Regions from separate parts of the Mus musculus genome. Here all the other regions are linked to region 1. Evidence: chromatin contacts called from public promoter capture Hi-C data. All regions are on one chromosome and are shown on one strand. The core of a region is the stretch at or near the end of the contact, and the rest is flanking DNA. Distances in the headings are between cores, read along the strand shown.

What was found. Promoter capture Hi-C pulls out the DNA fragments that hold promoters and counts their contacts.
Region 2: a promoter capture Hi-C map of stem cell-derived epiblast-like cells shows a contact between it and region 1, with 2.1 times the contacts expected there. The contact joins the promoter of Gjb3 here to the promoter of Ago4 in region 1. A contact is called at or near these places in 4 of 39 promoter capture datasets (the C10 cell line, pre-B cells, second pharyngeal arch cranial neural crest and 1 more) and 2 of 484 Hi-C or Micro-C datasets (cortical neurons and myocytes).
Region 3: a promoter capture Hi-C map of stem cell-derived epiblast-like cells shows a contact between it and region 1, with 2.7 times the contacts expected there. The contact joins the enhancer-like site here to the promoter of Ago4 in region 1. A contact is called at or near these places in 6 of 39 promoter capture datasets (the 3T3-L1 cell line, 3T3-L1-derived adipocytes, HPC-7-derived erythroid cells and 3 more).
Region 4: a contact with region 1 is called in a promoter capture Hi-C map of liver, with 4 times the contacts expected there. The contact joins the promoter of Dlgap3 here to the promoter of Ago4 in region 1. A contact is called at or near these places in 3 of 39 promoter capture datasets (hippocampal neurons and liver).

Annotation. Positions count from the first base shown.
Region 1 is chr4:126,531,696-126,535,023 of GRCm38.p6, reverse strand. Ago4 (argonaute RISC catalytic subunit 4) reads left to right here and starts at 1,566. Exons shown (of 18, transcript NM_153177.3): 1 at 1,566-1,839. The coding sequence starts at 1,821.
Region 2 is chr4:127,329,125-127,332,452 of GRCm38.p6, reverse strand. Gjb3 (gap junction protein, beta 3) reads left to right here and starts at 1,617. Exons shown (of 2, transcript NM_001160012.1): 1 at 1,617-1,951. It overlaps Gm40251 (a long non-coding RNA gene), which reads right to left and starts at 3,090. Exons shown (of 4, transcript XR_868156.3): 1 at 2,318-3,090; 2 at 462-565; 3 at 1-111.
Region 3 is chr4:127,262,043-127,265,370 of GRCm38.p6, reverse strand. No RefSeq gene overlaps it. Among named protein-coding and RNA genes, the nearest start is that of Smim12, 20 kb to the right of the region's middle. Within about 2 kb of position 1,845, at least 21 of the 459 cell types and tissues checked have an H3K27ac peak or open chromatin away from gene starts, as enhancers often do.
Region 4 is chr4:127,167,396-127,170,723 of GRCm38.p6, reverse strand. It overlaps Dlgap3 (DLG associated protein 3), which reads right to left and starts at 1,520. Exons shown (of 12, transcript NM_198618.5): 1 at 1,359-1,520.

The DNA.
Region 1 (3,328 bases), core at 317-2,816:
ACATGTGTATGTGTATGTGCAGGTATGTGATGTGTGTGTGGTGTATGCATGTGCATGTGTAAGTGTGTGGTGTGTATTTATGTGTGTATGTGGTATGTATATATCTGTGTGTGTATCTGTGTGTGTATGTATGTGTATGTACTGTATGTGTGTGTATGTACAGTGAGCTCCAGTGATCTGCCTGTCTTTGTCTCCTCTGTCTCACTCTGCAGTCCTGGCTGTCCTAGAAGTCACTACATAAGTAAACCGAATTGGCTCTGAACTGCCTCAGTCTCCCTAGTGCTGAGATTAAAGGCTACACTGGGCTGGAGTCTCTTAAAACATGGATTGCCTTAAATTCTTTGGTAGCAAAGGCTGGCCTTGAACTCTCCAACTTCCTACTCAGGCTGTCAATGTTATAAAGTACCTTTACCCACTGAGCCATCTTCCTTATAAGAAAAAGAAGTTGGGGGCTGTAGAGATGGCTTTAGTGGTTAAGGGTACCTCATACTCTTGCAGAGGCCCCAGGTTTGATTCTCAGCCCCTACACAGCTTACATTATCTGTAATCCTGTTTCGAGGGGATTCGATTTGGTCTTCTGGTCTCCGGAGGCACCAGGCACAAACACATGCATGCAGGCAAAAAATACTCATACACATAAATTAATTAAAACCAACCAAACAAAAAGGAGCGGTTTGAATAGAAGTTACCATGGGAAGACCGTGTGATAGCACAAGAAGATAGATTTCTACAACCGAAGGAGAAAAATCACACCCCCTGCCCCAACTCGCCTTGATTTTATTAGACTGTCGGTGTGCAAAACTGAGAGAAAACGCATTTCTATTGCACTAAGCTGAGGTACCCAATGGTGGGCCCCAGCAAACTAGAATGAGAGTGTTGTGCCTTTTTAACTAATAGACTGCCGTTGCCCGTTTAGTTGACCAGACAGCCTATGGTCCTGTCTTAACTGGAAGTCCTGAATGGAAACTTTAAGGACACTTGACTCGCTGAGCTACCTGCTGCCTTGGTGACATGTTGACCAGTCTTGGGACCCAGAACAGAACCTGCTTTCCCTGCACAGGGAAGGAAGGTGACTGGATATGTGGTGTCCGGGGTGAGGGTGGGGGTGGAGTAGGAGGAATGACTGAAGGTGACTGAAGGACCGATTGTGCCTGAAGTGTCCAGGGGTCATCTCTGGTGGTGGTGGAGCGATGGAGGACAGGTTCCTAAGGTGAGTCTCAGGACGAAGTGGAGGGCTGCTGCCTGTGGGTCATCAAGGACTGGAATCCAGCTCTTTCGATGGCGACTTGGAGGAAGGTTGCCAGAATGGGGACCGGCGGAGCGGCGTGCGGGACCGCAGGCGAGCGGGCCCGCTGGTGGAAGGGCGGGCGGGCGCGCGCCTGACGCGTCCTCTGGGCTCGGCCCCCCGGGCGCGCGCCCGTCCCTGCCGCACCCCGCCCCCTGCCTCGGTCAGGCTCGCTGGACCCCGCGCGTGCGGGGCCGCGCACGCCCCCTTCGCTAGCCGGGACCCGGGACCGCAGGCGCCTGGCGCCCCCGCCCCGCCCGGCGGGCGCGCGCCGCCTCCCGCTCCCGTTCCAGCTGGCGGCGGCGGCGGCAGCGGCCGGGATTGTTTTTGTTGTCGCTGAGGCCGGAAGAGCCGTGACAGAGTCGGGTCCCTGTCCCCGGACTGGGCGCCGCCGCCGCCCCCTGCCCGCCCCCGGCCCGCGTCTTCGCGGCGCCGCTTCAGCGCCAATATTCCAGAGAGCAAGCGTTACGCGGCTCCGGCGGGGCCCGGAGCGGGAGGCGCTGGGGACCGGAGCGAGGCGGCCCCCGTCGCCGCCATGGAGGCGCTGGGACCCGGTGAGGAGCGCGCTCGGACCAGGGTCAGACCTGGGGCTCGGGAGGGCAGACAGACCGGCGGAAGGGACTGTCGCTGCCCGACCGCCGCTCGCGGACCCGGCTGCCGGCTGCCAGGCCCCGGGAAGGAAGGGGTCCCATGCCCTCGTCCCTGGGGGGCGGGGACCACGCCCCAGCTGAAGACTCTAGGTCTATTCGGGACCCGTCTAAGGGAGGGAGGCTCAAGAGGTGACCCGAGTTCCCCGGGGTAGGGCAGACCTGTTCGGACCTTAGATCTCTGTCCACGGTCGCCGCGAGGCTAGTTGGGGCCTCAAATGGGACCGTGTGTCTGGGGCACGCCGAGGCCCGGCCCAAACCTGGAAGGCCTTCTACCTTCTGTCAAGGGTTTTCTTGGTGTGGGGCAGAATCCCTGTTTTCTTTTGCACTGGCATCTGGTTCCTCAGATGAGGAGGAGAGACCCACTCACTCATGTCCCTGAAAGCCAAAGGGAGAAATGTCCGTTCTTTTTCCAAAACTCTGAAGTTTGGTATCTGTCAGTTTGTCAGTCCCAGAGTGCTCTGGAATGACAATCCAATACTCTCCAGCAAGGGCATCAATGCCCTGCCTTCCCTTTTAATTGGGTTATCAGAGGCTGTTAAAATCAAACGAAAAAGTGTTTTTGAAACTGTGATTCTTTGCTGGTTATGGGTGGCCCCTGGTTCTCTCGCTCTCTGCTCCAACCCAAGGAAGCTTTCCAAACTCTCACGAATACTCTTCGTTTGGAGCCTTGTGCTCCTGTCTCAAGCCCTACAACAGGTTGCTAATGGCTTGGCTAAGTAGGGCAAGGTTTAGGGGCAGTGATGGAATTAGTTTTCATATTCAAACCTTGTCTACATAGTAGACTTAGTTGTATGTTTTTAAAATTCATAGAAAATTAGGTTTATTGTTTGCATTTGGAAATTTTGCAGGTTTGTTAACTTGGAACATATTTACATAACTGAGCGATTAAATCCTATCTTTATTTGCTGCTTAAGGTTTTCTTAAAAAGCCCACATAGTCAAATGTCATAAGCCTTCAAAAAATAAATCGGCTTAGCTGGGCATGGTGGCATATGCTCATAATGCAAACAGTTCTGGGGTGGAGGCAGGGAGCTCCAGAGTTCAAGGCCAGTCTCAGTTACAAAGTGAGTTTGAGGTAGGCCTGGGCTACTTGAGACCCTGATTATAAAATAAACAAACAGGTTTGAGCCTGCTGTAGTGGTGCATACTTATAATCTCAGCATTTGGAAGGCTGAGGAGGAGTAAGAGTTTGAAGATAGTTTGGACTACATAGACTGTTTCTAAAGGGAAAAAACCACATTGGTTTGTTACAGATTGTCAAATATATTGTTATATATATTTGATAAACCTCAGCATATTATGCTGTTATTTCAGACATGTTCCTATAGATAAAGGGATGCTTATGGCTTTGGGACTGTACCAAACTTCTATTCAAAACTAATATAGTAATTTCA
Region 2 (3,328 bases), core at 368-2,867, 800 kb before region 1:
GGCAAAAGAGAGCACTCCGTCTCCCGGCAGGAACAAAGCCCACAGCAGCACACACGGCACCCTCCATGGGTTATAGGAAGTCTCCTCATACTTGAACATGTACAGGTTATTCTGGAAGGAGAACCAGAACCTATTAGCCTGGTGGACATGTGGGCAGTCGTGGTTGCACAATCTAGTGTTTGTTAGTGCCAGCCGTGAACACAGGAGCATGTCAGTGAATGGGTGGTAGGGCCCTAGGATTGGGTGAGCTCACCTGGGACAGGAGATGCTGGGCCTGGCCCAGAGCACCCACAGTACAGGCCTGATGGAAGGTATCCCAGGGACCAGGAAATGAGATGGGTGTCAAGGAAGCTGGGGGTGGAAGGTGCTTCAAGAAGAAAGGCGGGACTCTGTGACAGCTGTTTCAGGAGGTCACGGATTTATTACTGTGTGGGATTTAGCATCGTGGAGATCAGAGTTACCTTGACAAGGCTTTTCTTGTAGCACAGCAGGGACAGAAATCTTCTGGTGGGTTGAAGCATGAGTGGGAGGTGAGGAAATGGGACCAGGCATTTTGCTCTGAAGTCTAGGGAAATAATTGAGAATGAGCAGCAGGTGGCAGGGTCAGGGTCCCCCAATCCCATCACCCAGGCACATTAGCAGAGTCATCCAGAAAAAAAAAAAAAAAAAAAAAAAACAACAACAACAAAACTGGCACTGCCCAGCCATAGTGCTGATAATTGCTCTGCCCATAGCAAGCACAAGGTAGCCTCTGCCACAGGGCTTTGCCGTAGCCAATGCCAACGTCACTGAGGTCCCTGGAGTTGGCTCTGTTACTTCTATGTGTCCCTGGGTTTATCTCGGGGCCTCTCCTTTTCTCTTTTCAATGTAGATCAGAGATCTTTCCTTTGCGTGCTGTATGAATGATATGCAGCTCCTAAGAGAAGCAACCTTGTCTCAGGCGCTCCGCTCAGGCGAACGGGAATCCTTCTGGGTAGTAGGAGACAGTAACAGAGCCTCCTAATGTAGGCTGCCTTTTGTAGATCAGAAGCCCGCATCAATGGATATCGTCCCAGCAAGTGGAATGAATGGTTACCAGGGTCGGGCATCAGTCATCTCTGTCTAGACAGTGAAGCCTCGGGCAAGGTTGTGAGTAAGATCTGGGGATCCCAGGGAAACCCTGGATTTCCGTTCCTGGGGCGATAGGGCTTTTAGGATCTCAGTCCTGGCCCACGAATAAGACTGAACATCTTAGTCTCCAGAGCCCCTCAAGCGCAGGTCTCCCACCCTTCACAAGCTGGGCCTCCCACCCTGCTTCACACTCCTTTGGGCAGACTGGGTCATCTAAAATCTCTCCAAACACCATCCTTGCCCCTGAGATTTCTTTTCCTGGTTGTGTCCCTTCCGGTGGCCAGCACAGTGTGAGCCCCGAAAGACTGTCTCAAAGATACACTGCCTCCCTGGAAAATGCCATCAGGGATGCAAACAGGGCGGGAGGGGGGCCCCCAAGAGCGTACGAAAACTTTGAAACTTTGCAGCAGGCTGGGATCCAAATGGGCAGGGCGCAGACGGGGTATCCGTGGTAACCAGCGTAGGCGTGTCATTTATTGCCATCCCTACTGCCACGGCACTTAACAGTTTGCAAGGTGTTTCACACCCTAATGTCATTGCAGTCCTTGCAACAGCCCTGCCAGTGGCCACCAATGCCCCCATTCCACAGGCGAGCACGCGGAGCCTCCGCAAAGGAGCCTGCTGTTCCCTAGTCAGCGCAGCTGCTCCTGGATTAGAACTTGCATCCCTGAGGCGACTCCGGGCTCCTCCCCGGCCGCCCCTCCTCCACGCTGCCTCTGGCTGTGCTGGCCAGGAGCCTCACCGAGGCCACAGAGCTCGGCTTGGCTCCCGCCTCGTTCCTCCTCTGCTGTGGGTCTTGGGCACGTGGAGCCAGGCTCCCACGGTGGCGGCGCCGCTGACTGTAAGTACCGGGAAGGGGCGACAATCCAAGGCAGCTGAGAACCCCTCTCTATGGGGATCCCCTGGGGGGCTGGACTGGGGCCTGCCCACGCGCCCAGCATGGAGATTTAATGCTGCAGAAGCGCAGGGAAGGAGCACCCTAACCCAAAGCTCTGCTCCCCGCCCCCACTCCCACTTCCACCCCACACACTCATACATACACCAGCATTCTGGAGCAGGTGGCGGTTCCGGACACTGGAAGGTTCACAGAAGGGGACATACACACCCGCACGCGCGCGCGCGCGCGCGCGAGTCACAGGTTCACAAAGCTCCCAAACTGTCTAGAAAGGAAGGAAACGGGGCCCGGGGCCCAAGAGGGGAGCTATACCTTTGGGGCCAGCCACAGTGCTGCGGGGTAGAAAGAGATGGAGCGGTTGGGTCCCGCAGCTGGATAAAAACTGGATTAAAAAAATAGTAATAATCGTTCTAGTAGCTGGAAACGGGAGTTGGGGGGCAACAGGGGATCCAGAACCGGCTCTGCCAGTCCTCAGCACGGGCTAGGCGAGAAATTCTTTTCAGGTGAGTCTGTCTCGGGGTGTGTCTTAGAAGGGACTAGGTAGCCTGCACCAAAATGGGGAGCCCCAGACGTGGCATCCTTAGGGGGTACCGGGTGGAAGGAACTCCTCCTCCCCTTCACTCTCCTTGAGCACTCCCAGGAAGAGCCGGCTGGGGAGGGAACAGTCGAAGATTCTTGCAGTAATCCAAGATAAGAGATAAGGAACAGGGTTAGCGACATTACAGAATTCTCTTGGATTTCTCCCAGCTAGTAAACGCAGTCCTGGCATTTCCTGGGGGGTCAGAATCCAGGTGCTAATCTTTGGCCCTCCCTGGAAGGTTTAAAAGTAAGTGCCAGGACCAAACCCATAAGGGTCTTCACGCTCTAGGGCTTCCCAGATACCCCCATCTAGTCGAGAACTGAGATTCTCAAAAGACAGACCCTGTGGAGGGCAGCAATACTGCCATCTAATTCCTGGCTCGGTTGGTCCTCTGCCGTTCTGCCCAGCCCTCCCACAGCCTCTCTGAGAACTCCACTCTCAAGCTCTGAATTGAGTGTGCAAATCCAGTGCCTACTGAATGAACACTGAGTGATACCAAACTTGAAGCAGCCAGCCAGTCAAGTAGGCATGTTAATTGGACAGGCAGATGATAAATGGGAACAAAAACAAACAAACAAAAGACCAAGGTTTAAATTGCAAATTGAGTTTGAGGGCTACTAAAACCAAGGGAAACAGGAACAGACTGACCAGGGCGGGTTCAGACTCGAAGTAATTTGAGAACAGACCCTAAGGGGATATTGGAACAGAGATGCCTCCTTAATGAGTAGGGTAGAAAGGAAGAG
Region 3 (3,328 bases), core at 596-3,095, 730 kb before region 1:
GCTCTTGGGCACAGCATTTCATCATAGCAATAGTAACCCTAACTAGGACGCCATCACAAACCTAACAACATCTGTATGCTGGATGGTCTCCCGAGTATCCAATGGTTCTCTGCTCAGAGTGGGGCTGAATAGCAGGAGTGTGGGAAGGGATAGAGAACAGAGCCAGGTGATGGGACACATATTCCCTGATTGTGACTTCACAGAAAGCTTGCAAAGAAAATATCATTAATACTTAAAGGGGCTAGACTTCAAGGTGGCTCACAGCTGTAACCCAGCATGCAACAGGAGGATTGCCACCAGTTCCAGGTTGGTCTGGGTTGCATCCTGAGTTGCAGGCTAGTGCAGTCTACAATATGCAACTCTGTCTCAAAACAGCAAAATCTGAAGGCACTACCAACAAGTGAAGGGACGGAGACTCAAAAAAGTCAACAATTCACCCAGTCGGCTATTCATACCAAAGCTAAGATTTGACCACAGTGTTTGACTCCAAAGCGCACAGCCTTCTGCTTCCCAGAAGCTGAGACAGAAATCAGCTTTCTTTTGGCACTGACAGCTTCAGAGCTGAGCAGGACAGAGCCATGGGGGGGGGGGGGTGGTGCCACAGAGCTCTGTAGGCTCATCTCCTCCTGGGCTGGGGCTGTCCTGTTACAACTTCTAGAAACGAAATAAACCCAGATGCACACATAAGGCAAAAGGCACATGACCAGAGAAAAAATATCTGCTGCTTCTCTGAATGTTAGCACAGATGATAAAAGTCGATCTGGTTGTCTTGGTGTAAAGGAAGGCAGAGAGAAGCTTGGCTGACATTAAACTACCACACACACCAGTTTGCACACACTGATTGGCTCACTGGAGGACCACTGGGGTCAGAAGTGACCCGGAGAAGAAGACAAGGGTGAGGAAGTTACATGATTGACAGTGATAGAGAACGGCCAAAAAAATCCAGGTCTCCAGACACCATGCCTGTTTTACATCACATGGCCCCTGGCAGAGGGCTAGAAACCCCATCTACACCAATGAAAGGCTCCAGGGCTAAGGAAGTCCTGGGGCACCTTTACAGCCATCTGGTACTGAACTTGAAGTCAGACTCCTGGGCGGCCATCCCTCCTTCCTGAAGTTCACTCTCCCACGAACAAGAAAGGACCCCAGCCCCCTGCCCCATTGTGCGACAGATGACAATGCAAAGCTGGCGTCCCCTTTCTTACCCACCACTTTCCTTCCCACCCTGTGTGGTGCTGCCAGTTAGCACAATAGTGTATTCTGTGTCCAAGGGCCTCTGCTGGCGGCCCCCAGGCTTGAGCAGCCCCCGTAGACAATGGTAGGGCCCGAAAGGCCTGATAGCCGGTGACAAATGTATGTGAATGACCAGCTCACGGGAAGTGGCCTTCAATAGTCCGATAGCTTCCTGTATCCTGACATTGTGAAGGCCCACTTCCTGCTCTGTCTCCGAAAATACAGTCAGGCAACCCGGGGTGGGGGTGGGGGCAGGGGCAGAGGCTGGGCTCCCCATTACCCCTTCCGGGCTCCTACAGTATTCTGAGGACAACACCAGTCTCACTTGCCTTGTGATTGGAGAGTGAATTCCTCCTGGCCTCTGACAGTCAGCTCCTCTGCCTTCAGCCAACCCCCGCCCAAGTCCAGTCAGAGCAAAACGACCTATTTTTAAAGATTCTCACAACCTCAGCCTTCCTCAGTTTCACCAGCCACACCCCGTCTTTCCAGGATCTCGGGGCTTTTACTGCTGGGAAAGGCGTCTCAGGACTCCTCGAGTACCTCCGTGGCCCTCTAAACACATTTCCTGGTCGGAGCTGGTCACTCTGCTCTGAACGATAACCTTCCTGGGCTCACAAAGGAGTCACAATGCAACCTTATCTTCTCAGAGTGGAGACCCTTCAATTCCTTCAGTTTCCTCTAGGTTGTGAAAAGCAAGACAAAAAACTGAGAGAGCATGGAGTCTTCCTTTATCTCCTTGCTCCAGGCAGGCTAGGGAAAGGTTTTCCCAGGGTTGTTAATCCCCACTGCACTCAGCCTCCCAGCAGAGGCAAAAGGCAAAAGACCAAGAACCGACTAACAGAAGAGCAGTAAGAGAGATGGATGGTGTGTGAAGCTGGGTACTGTGCAGAGGGCTTTGCCTCTCAGTTGGTTGGTGAAGTATGGAGGCATGGTGGTTCATGCCTTTCATCCCAGAACACAAGAGGCCGAGGCGGCTGGAGGATTGCCAGGAGTTGGAGGCCAGTAGTAGAACCCATGCCTCACAACTCTACCTGGTGCAGGGATGTAGGTTTAGCTACAAAGGATGGGGAGGCTATAGCTCTCCTCTCTTATCAAACTCCTCTTATCAGATCTTAGGACCGCCACCCATGTTCTAGACATAAAGGAAGACCGATGGCTATTCCCAACCTTCCGGGAGCCTAGCTGTTTTCCACTCTCAGCAAAGCAGGCCCTGTCTCAGCCTTAAGCCATTGTAGCTGCGGGGCTTGGGAGGATTGGTATGGGAAAGGGGACAGGTCAAAAGGTGACAATCCATTCAGTCCTTATAGGCCACTGGACCCTGAGAACCCTTTGAGCCTGTGCAGGAATAGGGGAACAAAGAGGTCTCTAGAGACAGGAAGGAGGCAGAGTGGAGCAGGCTGGCTCTAACTTCTCACCCTCCACCTCCTGCTGTCTAAGGCGAAGAGAGACAAAGGGCACAGTAAAGTTGGAAGGGGACAGGCAGCTTCGCCGCGGGACATCTTGTGCTATTTGAGAATTAGTCGGCCTCTTAGCCTCGGTGTCCTTGTCAAGGCCAGGCAAGGCTCTCCAGATGACCAAAAGAGATATGAAATGTCCAGCCCAGACACTTGAAGAGCATAGCCTGAAGAAGCCAGGCGAACAGTTTTCCTTTTCTGCTTTTCTGGGATTCTTCTGCCTCAACCTCTCCAGAAGGACAGAAGGTAGTGGGTGACAGGGGACAGAAAGACAGAAGGTAGTGGGTGGCCCAGGAAGGAGAATACCCTATCCAAAAAAGCCCCTGAAATGACTTTGCTGTCACCTAGTAAGGCTGTGTGTAAAACAGTGAAGACCTACAGGGAAGAAAGGCAAGGAACGCAGACTCCCAGCATGCATCTGCATCATTTCCCCACGGGGCCTCAGCTCTTCCCGGAAAACACATGAGCCAAACATCTTTACTAGAATGTGAGCCTGAACCAACCCAGACAGATAAAATTTCTGGAAAAAATAATATAAGCGATATTTGGTTCCCCTGAGCCGTTTTCACAGCTCATGCCCTACCTAGCAGAGTATACAGAGGGTTGCAGGGCCCGGCTACAACTAAGGTCAAAACCATCTC
Region 4 (3,328 bases), core at 271-2,770, 640 kb before region 1:
ACATCCTCTTCTGCAAATTGGCATCATAATAGATTGAGCTGTGTGGAATGGCTGTTTTTGCAGGTTAAAAAACACAACAACAACAACAACAAACAACTGCTCAATACTGTCAATTTCATATGGCTTAACCTGACAGCATCTCAGCTTGCTTCCAAGGCAGTTAGAGAAACAAGAAGAAATGAGAGGAACAATTTTTCAAAAGTCCTAGACTGATACAGATACATTCTTCTATTACTACTTCAAGGAACTAAGTACAGACCCACCTGAACCGTGAGCTAAACCAACGACCCAGAACTTGGAGATTTGGGACTTGGAACTCTGGGAAAAAGCCACCTGCTCCAATGACTAACAAGGTAGATCTTCCTCCTGGCCTCCTCATTCTAAAGGGCCTTTGGCCAAGCATCATTGAAATAACACAAGCTCCTAGTACTCTTCACCCTCCCCCAAAAAAGTATCCCCACACACAGGTATACAGCCTTAGGCTCACCACCAGCAGGGACTCAGCATGAGGGAAAGATACCAGTGACTTCGCAGAGGGTGCCCCAGGAAGTAGATGAAGGTGCAGAGTGCTCTTGTCTGTGTCCAGGATAAGGAGACTCTGGAGGGAGGGGGCGGTCTGACCTCGGGAAAAGTAGGATCTTCCCGTGCTAAGTCCCACCAAGAATGGGGGCGGGGCAAAACCCAGGTGTGGGTGAACCCTGCTTGGATGTATTCCCACACAGTCACACAGTACACATACCCAGACCCATTCACAGAGATAGTCGCACATGCACATGCACACGCACGTCCATTCATACACACACACTCAGACACCTACATACACAGCCACACAGTGCCAGCACACACTCAACCACACATATGTCGACAGACTCATGGACGGTTAACACCCTGAACGCTCACTGCATTACACTCACTCACCCACAGACCCACACGGTGACACCCTCATCACATGCACGCTCACACACCTGCAGAGGAAACTTCTTTCCGGATCTCCCCAACACCACGACTTCCCCCCACAGCCAGCAGGCTACTCCCTCCCAGACCCAAGCTTCCATTCCAGCCGGGCAAGGGCTGGGCGGGCGCTGGCTGGCCTCCCGCGGCCCCAGCCGGGACAGCGCGTCTGCGGAGCGCGTGGTCCCCAACCCGTCCCCGGGGTCAGTCACGCCGGCCTCCAGGCCCAGGGTGAGGCCGGGGGCGGCCGCAGAGGCCCAGCCCCTCCCCCCCATCTCGGGGCCGGAGTCCAGGCCGCTGGAGCCCCGGGCGTGGGCGGCGCCGGGGCTGCAGCGGGGCTGAGCCTGGGGGGCGCTGCAGAGGGCGCGGCAAGCGCGGCCCGATCCCCACCCCTCCCGGTTGCTTACCTGGCCCGGTCGGGCTCCAGCCGGGGTTACATGGTGCCGGCGGCCCGGGCCGGGGGCGCTGCGGCTGCGGGAGCGAGTGCGGGCTCCCGGACCCGACACTGCGGAGCCCCCGGCGGAGGGGCCGCGCCAGCTGCGGAGCCCCGAGCGAGTGCTGAGCGGCCGCGGGCGCGGGAGCCGGAGGCGGCCAAGCCACGGAGGCTGGATTTCCCGGGGACCAGGACGGGGAGGCGGGGGGATCCCGCCCGCGCGCTCCGCCCCCGCCCCCGCCCCCGCGCAGGGCGGCCGAGCCAGGAGCCCGCGACAGGGAGGGGGCCCGCGCTCCCCGCCCCCGCAGCGGCCCCGCGAGGACCGAGGTCGCAGCCGGCGGGCAGCCGCCGCGGTCCCGGAGGAGCGCCCGCGTCTCTGAGCGACAGCGCCGGGGAGGCCCAGCTCGGGGGTGCGAATGTGGTCCCCCGGGTCGGTGTGTACCGAAGACCCAGGAACCAGCACATTCGGTGTCACGACCGCGCACAGCAGACCTGGGCACCGGGACCCAAGCCCAGAGCGCGGGCAGCTGGGGGAGACACACGGCTGCCTCACCGAGGCAGTCACACCCTGAATGTCACACACAGCCTCCCCCTCGCAGGCACGTCCTCTTAGGCTCCTGTCCTTAGTTTCCCGGGTCTGTAAACCCGACCCCAGCTCTTGGCCTGGGCTCTAGGAGTCCCCCTTCTCCGCACTAGTCCCTTCTGCCCCACCCCTGCCAGGGCGGGGCGCTGTGCCTGGCCTCCGAGTCTTTGACAGGCGTCCCTCACCCACAGTCCGCCAGCGGAGGCAATCCCCAGTGTGCAGGGATAACCCCGCTATACCTGCCGTCTTAGCTGGGGGCCCCACCCGTGCCCACTGTGCCCGCCCACCTCTGGGCCCCGAGCCAGGGGCTGTGCCATGGCGGGGGTGGGGTAGAGGGGGGAAAGGGGACTGTCCGAAGCACAGCGCGAAGCTGCAGAGCCAGGACACAAGCTGCAGAAGCGCTGAGAGCTGACTGCAGCAGTCCCTGGCTGGAATCCGTCTTGGCGCCCAGAGCAATGCTGTAATGGGGGGGAGGGGGCCGCGTGGGGAAGCCGCAGGAGGAGGGGCTGAGGAGATGGGGGAGGGGCCGGTTCTGAATTCTGACTTTCCCGGCGGGTGTTGAGGGCACGCGGGCGCTCCAAGTTGTGGTAGAAGGCGAGCTACATCCTCTACCTTGTCTGGTATTGAAAACTTAAGGTGGTGAGGTGTGGGCTTTGGAGCCTTGAGACAGTCCACCACCCTAGGGACAGACCTTGGGAGATGTTCTGAGTCAGGGTCCCCAACAATGACTCCTATTTCTCTGTATTTCTTTGGTGTCACTGTCTCTCCTCCTTGAGTAACCGGGCAAACTGAGGCACGGTAAGTAGAATTCGTGGGTCCTAAGGAGCTAGAACCTGGAGCCAAGCCCACACCCATTCCCTAGAGGGACCTTTTAAGGTGCCACATTACATAAATGACAAAAAGGGACCTAGAGGACCCTTCCCCCGCGGGAAACCAAGCAGTCTAGTGAGATGAACAGACTAGCCAACTATCTTACCGCCCACGAGACCACTTCAATCGTCCCTTCAATCATGTAGTGAGGCTGCAGACAATTCCCAGACCAGCATTTATTCAGCCAAGAGCAGATGTCAGAGAAAGTAAGATAGAAAGTTGGTTCAGGAACACTTTGTAGAACTGAGAGAAATGTCTCATTTCCCATGGAGCATAAGAACAGTCATCATGTAGAATGCTAAAAGGTACCGCCATGCTCTGTCAGTTCTAAGACGTATTCTGTAAACCGGAAGGCATTTTACAATGAACACGGACATTTAGTATACAGCTTTTTCTTCTTTGCCATTACCAAAGAGCTATGTTTTCACATTGAGAACCTAAGGGCTGGTGAGGTGGCTCAGCAGGTAAGGATGCCTGGTGACAAACCTGAT